Regions from separate parts of the Triticum aestivum genome. Here region 2 is linked to region 1. The links are chromatin contacts, called in public Hi-C maps. All regions are on one chromosome and are shown on one strand. The core of a region is the stretch at or near the end of the contact, and the rest is flanking DNA. Distances in the headings are between cores, read along the strand shown.

Region 1 (4,005 bases), core at 823-3,322:
TTTAAAAAGTTCATCGATTTGAAAAAAAATGTTCATTGAATTTGAAAAAAGTTTACCAAATTTGAAAAATGTTCATCTATTTTGAAAACTAGTTCATAAGCTTTTAAAACAGTTCAAAAAAATTTAAAATAGTTCATAGGTTTGGAAAAAAGTTCATCGAATTTGAAAACAGTTCAACGAATTTGAAAAAAGTTCGTCTATTTAAAAAAATGTTCACTGAATTTGGAAAAAGTTCATCAAATTTGAAACATGTTCATCGATTTTGAAAACTAGTTCATAAGTTTTTAAAACAGTTCGCAAAAATTAAAAATAGTTCATCGGTTTTGAAAAAAAGTTCATCAAACTTGAAAAAAGTTCATCAATGAAAAAAGTTCATCGATTTTTATAAAATTTCATTGAATTTGAAAAAAGTTCATCGATTTTGATAAAAAGTTTGCGCATTTAAGGAAAGATAAAAAAGAAAGGTAAATGAGAAAAGAAAAGTGAAAAAGGAACAAGAAAAAAACATGCCCAGAAGTTGACCAGGGAACGACCTAGAAAAAGAATAAAAAGAAAAGAAGGAAGTCTGTAATCACAAGTGCGTTGTTATCATAGTGGTGGGTACGCTGCTCTGTTAATTGATCGATTCCGTGTTCGATCCCTCACTTGCGGGGAGCTCCTAAGCCGCGCCTTTAGCGCCGCTAAGGCTTACCGGCGCCCACGCGGTTCCCACCTGGGCCTGGCCCAAACAAGGCCGACGCGACCGTTCGGGACGCTGTTAAGAGCGAAAAAACAGCAAAAAAAGATGGCGCTCCCAAGATTCCATCTCAAGCCACTGCCGCCCTATACTAGTGTTCCTAACCACTAGAACAACTTGCTTATTGTGAATGATAACAGCGCCGACACTATAAGGACGTGCCGCTGCGCTATTTCTTGCATGTATACTATATCACTTAATTTCCGAATTATTTACAAAAAACATCGCGAATTTGAATAAATTCATCGTTTTAGAAAAAGAGTTCGCAAAAATTGAAAAAAACTCAACAATTTTGAAAAAAGTTCATCAAATTTTAAAAAAGTTCATCGGACTTCAAAGTTCAATTAATTTGGAGAAGTTCATCAAGTTGACAAACGGTTTATCAATTTTGAAAAAAGTTCACCGTTATGAAAATAAGTTCACCATTTTGAAAAAAAGTTCACTGTTTTGAGAAAAGTTCATCGATTTGGAAAAAGTTCATCGATTTTGACGTAAAAGTTCATCAAGTAGAAAGAAATTTATCGATTTTGAAAAAAGTTCACCGTTATGAAAAAAGTTCACCGTTTTGTAAAAAAGTTCATCGATTTGAAAATAGTTCATCAGTTTTGAAGAAAAAGTTCATCAAGTAGAAAGAAGTTTTATCAATTTTGAAAAAAGTTCATAGATTTGAAAAATGGTTCATCAATTTTAAAAAAAGTTCATCGACTTGAAATAAAGTTCATGAAAATAGTTCATCGATTTTGAAGAAAAAATCATCGACTTTGAAAAAAATGCATCAATTTCAAAAAAGTTCATTGATTTTAAATAAAAGTTCATCAATCTGAAAATAGTTCATAGAATTTGAAAAATAAAGTTCACGCATTTGAAAAAGAAATACAGAATGGGAAAAAGAAAAAAAGAAAAAAACTGTTCCAAAAAAAAAGGTTCCCAAAAGTGGGGGATTCCGCGACGGTGACAAAGAATAAATCAAACATGACACTATTGACACATATCTAGGGTTATCGTAGTGGTTGGTGCGCTGCCCTTTGAACCCAGAGATCCTAGGTTCGAACCATGCCTCAGACACCGTTTTTTGCTTTGATTCAGTTTGAACAGAATTAAAAAAAAAGACAATGGGCCGGCCCGGCGCAGCAAGGGGGTGTGCGCCCGATTGCATAATGTACTGTAACGGGCGCAGCGGGCGCCCTTTAGGATTTGCCTTGCTTGCGCACATTATTTTTCCCTGCAATTTCAACAGGAAAAAAAGATAACGGGCCGGCCTTGGGCAGCGCCGGGGGGTGTGCGCCGTTTGAGGAAATCGAAGAAAAGGACGCAGCGGGCGCAGTTTAGGAAATGCCGATGTTCTGTCGTACAGGTAGAGGACGACCTCTGGCGCGTGGGCTGGATGGGCTGCTGGGCTGCGCCTGGAGCTGGGCTACAGGTGCGCTGGGAGGCCGGCCCAGGTAAGTTTCCTTACTTATCTTTCTGTTTAATAAATAAACAGTTCCCAAAGGAAATGTCCAGGAGGTTTGGGGAAGAATATGAAAGAAGTAGAGATATACTTGGACTCTTGGAATTATGAGCCATTTTATTAAATTGCTTTGGGGGTTTTTAAATGAAGAAAATTAAATCAAGTTTGAATTAAATTCAAACTTAAGTCAATTTTTAACCCAACCAAAACATATTTAAATGAGCTGAAAATTGGTATAGAGGATTTAGGCAAGGTCTAATATTTGTAGGAAAAAGTTGAACATTATTGGAGGAGCGTAAAATGTCGCTTGCCCAAAAAACATGGAAGGGAGAAGGAAGTGGGAGGTGATGATGCAAGATTTACAGGGAAAATATGAAATTAATGGAGTAGCGCAATATGGGACTTGAAAAAGAATGGAAGAAAGGGGTAGTAAGGAGAAGTGATGGTGCATGGATCACCCATGGAGCACGCAACAATATAACATGCATGAACATCATGGAAATGCAAGTTGACATAAGCAAAACACAACATTGATATGCACATGATGCAAACATATGATGGCAAAAAGGAATATGACAAGGATAGCAAGGCAATGCAATGAGATGAATATGCACTATATGATGATGACATGGCAACCAACAATAATGCTAGAAAGGAAACAACAAAATGACCCAAAATGAAGGAGCCCAAAATGGAATAGATCATGTTCAAAGTTGGATATATCTCCAAACTAGGAAGTTTTACATCTGGGGTGTTACACAGGGCCAACCTCGTGATGGCCCTTGGCATGACCAGCCTCGCGAGACCATCCTTAGAGCAATGTCGGCCTCCCTCCACTGCCACCACCACCGAGGAGAAACGACGACAACCGCCAAGATGATGGGGCTGGGGGCTTCCAGGAGCCTTGATACGTCCATTTTGCATCATGTTTTCTTACTATTATTTATAATGTTTTTATGCATAATAATGCTTTTTGGAGTAATTCGAATGCCTTTTCTCGCATAATTTGCAAGGAACACACCAAGAAGGAGAATTCCGGCAGCTGGAAATTTGGACCTAGAAAAGCTACATCAGGTCACATATTCTGCACAACTCCAAATGAGCTGAAACTTTACGGAGATTGTTTATGGATTATTTAAGAAATATTGGAGCCAATAAACACCAGAGGGGGGCCACCAGGTGGGCACAACCCACCTGGGCGCGCCAGGCCCCCTGGCGCCCCCTGGTGGGTTGTGGCCTCCTCAGCCAACCTCTGGTGCCCATCTTCTGGTATATAAGTGGTTTTTACCTAGAAAAAATAATGGGAGGACTTTCGGGACGAAGCGCCGCCTCCTCGAGGCGGAACTTGGGCAGGAGAACTTTTGCCCTCCGGTGGAGCGATTATGTTGGGGGAACTTCCCTCTCGGAGGGGGAAATCATCGTCATCATCATCACCAACAACTCTCCCATCTTGGGGAGGGAAATCTCCATCAACATCTTCACCAGCACCATCTCATCTCACACCCTAGTTCATCTCTTGTATGCAATCTTGTTACCGGAACTATAGATTGTTGCTAGGGGGTGACTAGTAGTGTTGATTACATCTTGTAGTTGATTACTATATGGTTTATTTGGTGGAAGATTATATGTTCAGATCCAATATTCTATTTAATACCCTTCTGATCTTGAGCATGATTATTATTTGTGAGTATTTACTTTTGTTCTTGAGGTCATGGGAGAAATCATGTTGTAAGTAATCATGTGAATTTGATATGTGTTCGATATTTTGATAGTATGTATGTTGTGATTCCCTTAGTGGTGTCATGTGAATGTTGACTAC
Region 2 (4,005 bases), core at 444-2,943, 220 kb after region 1:
GATTGGGGATTTCTGCCTGGTGCACACTTCTTATGCATGGGGATACTGGTGAGTCATCATCCGAAGCTTGAGAAACTTCTACAGATAAATGGTGATCACCAATGTCTTCTAACTGAAGTGTCCCTATCTGTCAATATGGAAGAAAAAAAAGGTCAGTTGTCAAGGATCATCAAATTGATACAGTATAAATAAATTGATACAATAAGAAGTATTCATCGTCAGTATAAATAACTAAGTTGGTTGTGCATTTAGGAGCATGAAACAAAATGGCGCTCTGTATGAATAAGTGAACACATGAAAATTTTCATCCCTTTCAGAGCTCACATGCATATCTACATGCATGATATCTCTAGCATCTGAAATGTGCTATATGCAACAGTAAAGTACACGGCATTACTAATTCATTGCTTACTACAGCAAGCAACTGAAGCAGAAATAAATACTGCAACTAGGATGAACTGCATTGTAAAGCCCTGGAGTAACCTTCGCGGCATCTCTCTCAGATAAGATTGATTAGAAAAAAAGGAGCTTTTTTGAAGTGGCTTATATGTTTTGAGCTGCATATAGCCAGACCAATTGACATCACATCAGAACTGACATCACCCAGCAGTTACTGCAACTTGCCGCACCAATTGCATTTCCACATTATCAGACAGGCAATGCTGGTGATGTTTAAGATTTATCGTGTTAACAGTTGTGAATCACAATGCTTTGTAAAACAAGTAAAACTCTGTCATGACACATTGGATCTCCCAGATAATCACTTGTCCGAATTAAACACTGCACCATAACTAGGACGTATGTATCAGCCTGACGATAATAGGCTATCGAATTCACAAGCACTGCACCTAGGAGCAAGCCTACAAATCTGAAGAGTCAAACATAGCAAATCGAGTCATTTCCTAGAGACCAAACCAAACCCATGAATCGCGTCCTGCAAATCTCAGGCACCACCCTGACCCACCCAATCCAACAAGGACAAGGGCCGCGCATCCCATCAGGTAGGACAACGGGCTCCGAGCAAGTCACGGACAACCCAAACCTGGAGGCTGGAGCAGCCAAGGCAGGCACGGCGGCCGTACCAACCAAACCCCATGCCCTCGCCGAGCCGAACACGCTCGCACGCGGGCGCAGAGACGCAAACACCGTCCCGAAATCTAGAGATGACGTGATCATGGACGCAACCAGCACGGGGGAACCAGGACCACGGCTACCGTAAGCGCAAGGCACGGCCGGGAGCGCGACGCGCATCACCGAACCGCCAGCCACCAGCCGGCCGGGCAAGCAAAGAACGAATGTACTAACATGGGAGGAAAAGAGCCGAGGCAAGCAACGAACCTTGCGTCCCATGCAGGAGAGCCGTCGCCGCCGCCCCTACTGGACGAAGCTTCCCGGCGGCAGGGGGCGACGATTCTCTTGGCTGGGAAAACGGGAAACAGAAGACGGTGACACGGAACGACGACCGGGGTGAAAGAATCTGGGTGGAGATGGCGGCGTGATTCAGAGGCCACGGCGCGGGCGGGTTGGACGAGCAGCGGAGGAAGGCATGTGCGTGCGTGCGCCGGGTTGCGGGGAGGAGGACGGCGCGTGAGGCTTTTGGGAGGGTGGTTTGTTCGCTCGCAGTGGAGGCGAGGCGAGGAGAGGGGTGGAGGCGGAGACGGAGACGGGTAAGCAGGAAAACAGAGGGAGGGGGCGTCGGCCTTTAAAGACGAGAGAGCAGGACAAGGGCGGAGAGAGAAATTGGTGGTGTGTTGAGAACGCTCGCTCTCACGACGACGTCGTGGTGCTTTGCTGCAGCCCGGAAGCGCAATTTCCTTGAGGAGTCTCTCGCGTGAACTGCTCGCCGTTGGATGCCACTTTGGATCCACGCCGTAGGTTCATCTCACGTGCGTGCCTACACACCATCGGATCAAAGGTAAGAACCGTTTCTGTCGCGCCCGCCGGAAAGGGGATGTTTAGCAGATGATGAAGATAATTGTTTATAAAAAAACACACGTCCTGCATTTATCATGAGATATACATTCAGGGTTTGAGACCGCTGAAACAAAACCCGTTGAATCGGAAGTATGAAAGATGGATGGGCAGCGAAGGGGTGGGGGTCACACCCCTGAAAAAGTAGTGTCTTTTGCATTAATCATGAGATATATGCTATGGGTTCGAGACTAATGCCAAGATCTGTTGCATCAGATGTAAAAGGATGGATGTTTGTCGCACCCGCAAGAAAGGATCATCCACTGCTTATCGGACAATCGAGACTTTATGATGTATTCATTATTGTTATGTGATACACATGTTGTATTGATCACGAGGTAGAAGAGGGGGGTTCGAGAGTGGTGCCAAGATCCATTGGATTGGAAGTAAGAGGTGGGGAGGTTTGTCGCATCCAAGGAAAAGGATCATGCATTGCTTATCGGATAGTCGACGCTTTATGATGTATTCATTGTTGATATGCAATAGGTGTTTTGTATTAGTCACAAGATATACAAAGTGGATTTGAGGCTGGTGCCAAGATCCATTGGATCGGAAGTAAGAGGTACGGAGGTTTGTCACACTTAAGGAAAAAGGTTCATCCATTGCCTTTCAGAAAATTAATATTTACTATGTATTATTTGCGGGACCAACTATGTGTTTTATATTAACCATGAGATATGCATGACCTTTCAACACTGGTGATAAAATGAGGGTTTTACGTGTCGTCGATCCAAAATTTATGATATGCTAATTGTTCATAAGAAATGGATATGCCACATTAACCAGACAGACAAAATATGGCTCTTGTAGGTTTCACAAATATGAAGCGTCAACTATTTTATTAGCTACATTAAAAAATTGATAGTAATAGTAATTAGATTAACATTGGGTGTAAGAAGAAAAGGAATATTAGACACCTCCCGTCGCGTTTTTCTCTCGATCTTATGACATCATTTCCTGTTTATCTTATACATTGATTCATATACTCCATGATTTCTTCTTGGAAGAAATGTAAGGAAACTTGCATTGCCAAATACTAGACCCCTACTAAGATAATTGAAATGAGAAACCATATTATGCACTTCAAGCAAAGTGATCATGAACACTGATACGTCTTCGCCGTATCTATAATTTTATTATTATTTCATACCAATATTCTACAACTTTCATATACTTTTGACAACATTTTATATTATTTTTAGGACTAACTATCGATTCAGTGCCCAGTACCAGTTTCTGTTTATTGCATGTTTTTGTTTCGCAGAATATCCATATCAAACGAAGTTTAAACGCGATAAAAATTTATAGAGAATTATTTTGGAATATATGTGATTTTGGGAAGCGGAATCAATGCGAGACGATGCCCAAGGGGCCCACAAGCTCAAGGGGCGCGCCTGGCAAGCTTGTGGCCACCCCTAGATCAGTTGGAGGTTTCCTTCGGCCGAAAGTAAGATTATATCTGGCTAAAAATCATGTTAAAATTTCAGCCCTATCGGAGTTACAGATCTCCAGATATTTAAAAAACGGTGAAAGGCCAGAAAATAGGGACGCGAAACATAAGAGAACAGAGAGATAGATCCAATCTCGGAGGGCTCCCGCCCCTACGCCGCCATGGAGGCCAAGGACCAGAGGGAAAACCCTCCTCCCATATAGGGGGGAGTGATACGTCTCGTCGTATCTATAATTTTTGATTGTTTCATGCCAATATTATTCAACTTTCATATACTTTTTGGCAACTTTTTATATTATTTTTGGGACTAACATATTGATCCAGTGCCCAGTGTCAGTTCCTGTCTGTTGCATGTTTTTGGTTTCGCAGAATATCCATATCAAACGGAGTCCAAACGGGATAAAAACGGACGGAGCTTGTTTTTGGAAAATATGGAAAATTCGGAAGGAAAATCAACGCGAACCAGTGCCCGAGGTGGTCACGAGGCAGGGGGGCGCCCTCCCCCCTTAGGGTGCACCCCTACCCTCGTGAGCCCACCGTAAGGCGGTTGACGCTCTTCTTTTGCCGCAAGAAAGCTAATATTC

Evidence for each region. Hi-C and Micro-C count contacts between places; a contact is called where the count stands out from the background.
Region 2: a Hi-C map of leaf shows a contact between it and region 1, with 4 times the contacts expected there. The contact joins the promoter of LOC123085836 here to the enhancer-like site in region 1. A contact is called at or near these places in 2 of 5 Hi-C or Micro-C datasets (both in leaf).

Annotation. Positions count from the first base shown.
Region 1 is chr4A:207,383,774-207,387,778 of IWGSC CS RefSeq v2.1, forward strand. No RefSeq gene overlaps it. Among protein-coding and RNA genes, the nearest start is that of LOC123085836, 220 kb to the right of the region's middle. Within about 2 kb of position 2,073, at least 6 of the 8 cell types and tissues checked have an H3K27ac peak or open chromatin away from gene starts, as enhancers often do. A contact at or near this core is called in leaf, where this site is marked.
Region 2 is chr4A:207,605,630-207,609,634 of IWGSC CS RefSeq v2.1, forward strand. LOC123085836 reads right to left here and starts at 1,694. Exons shown (of 3, transcript XM_044507540.1): 1 at 1,339-1,694; 2 at 1-127. The coding sequence starts at 1,350.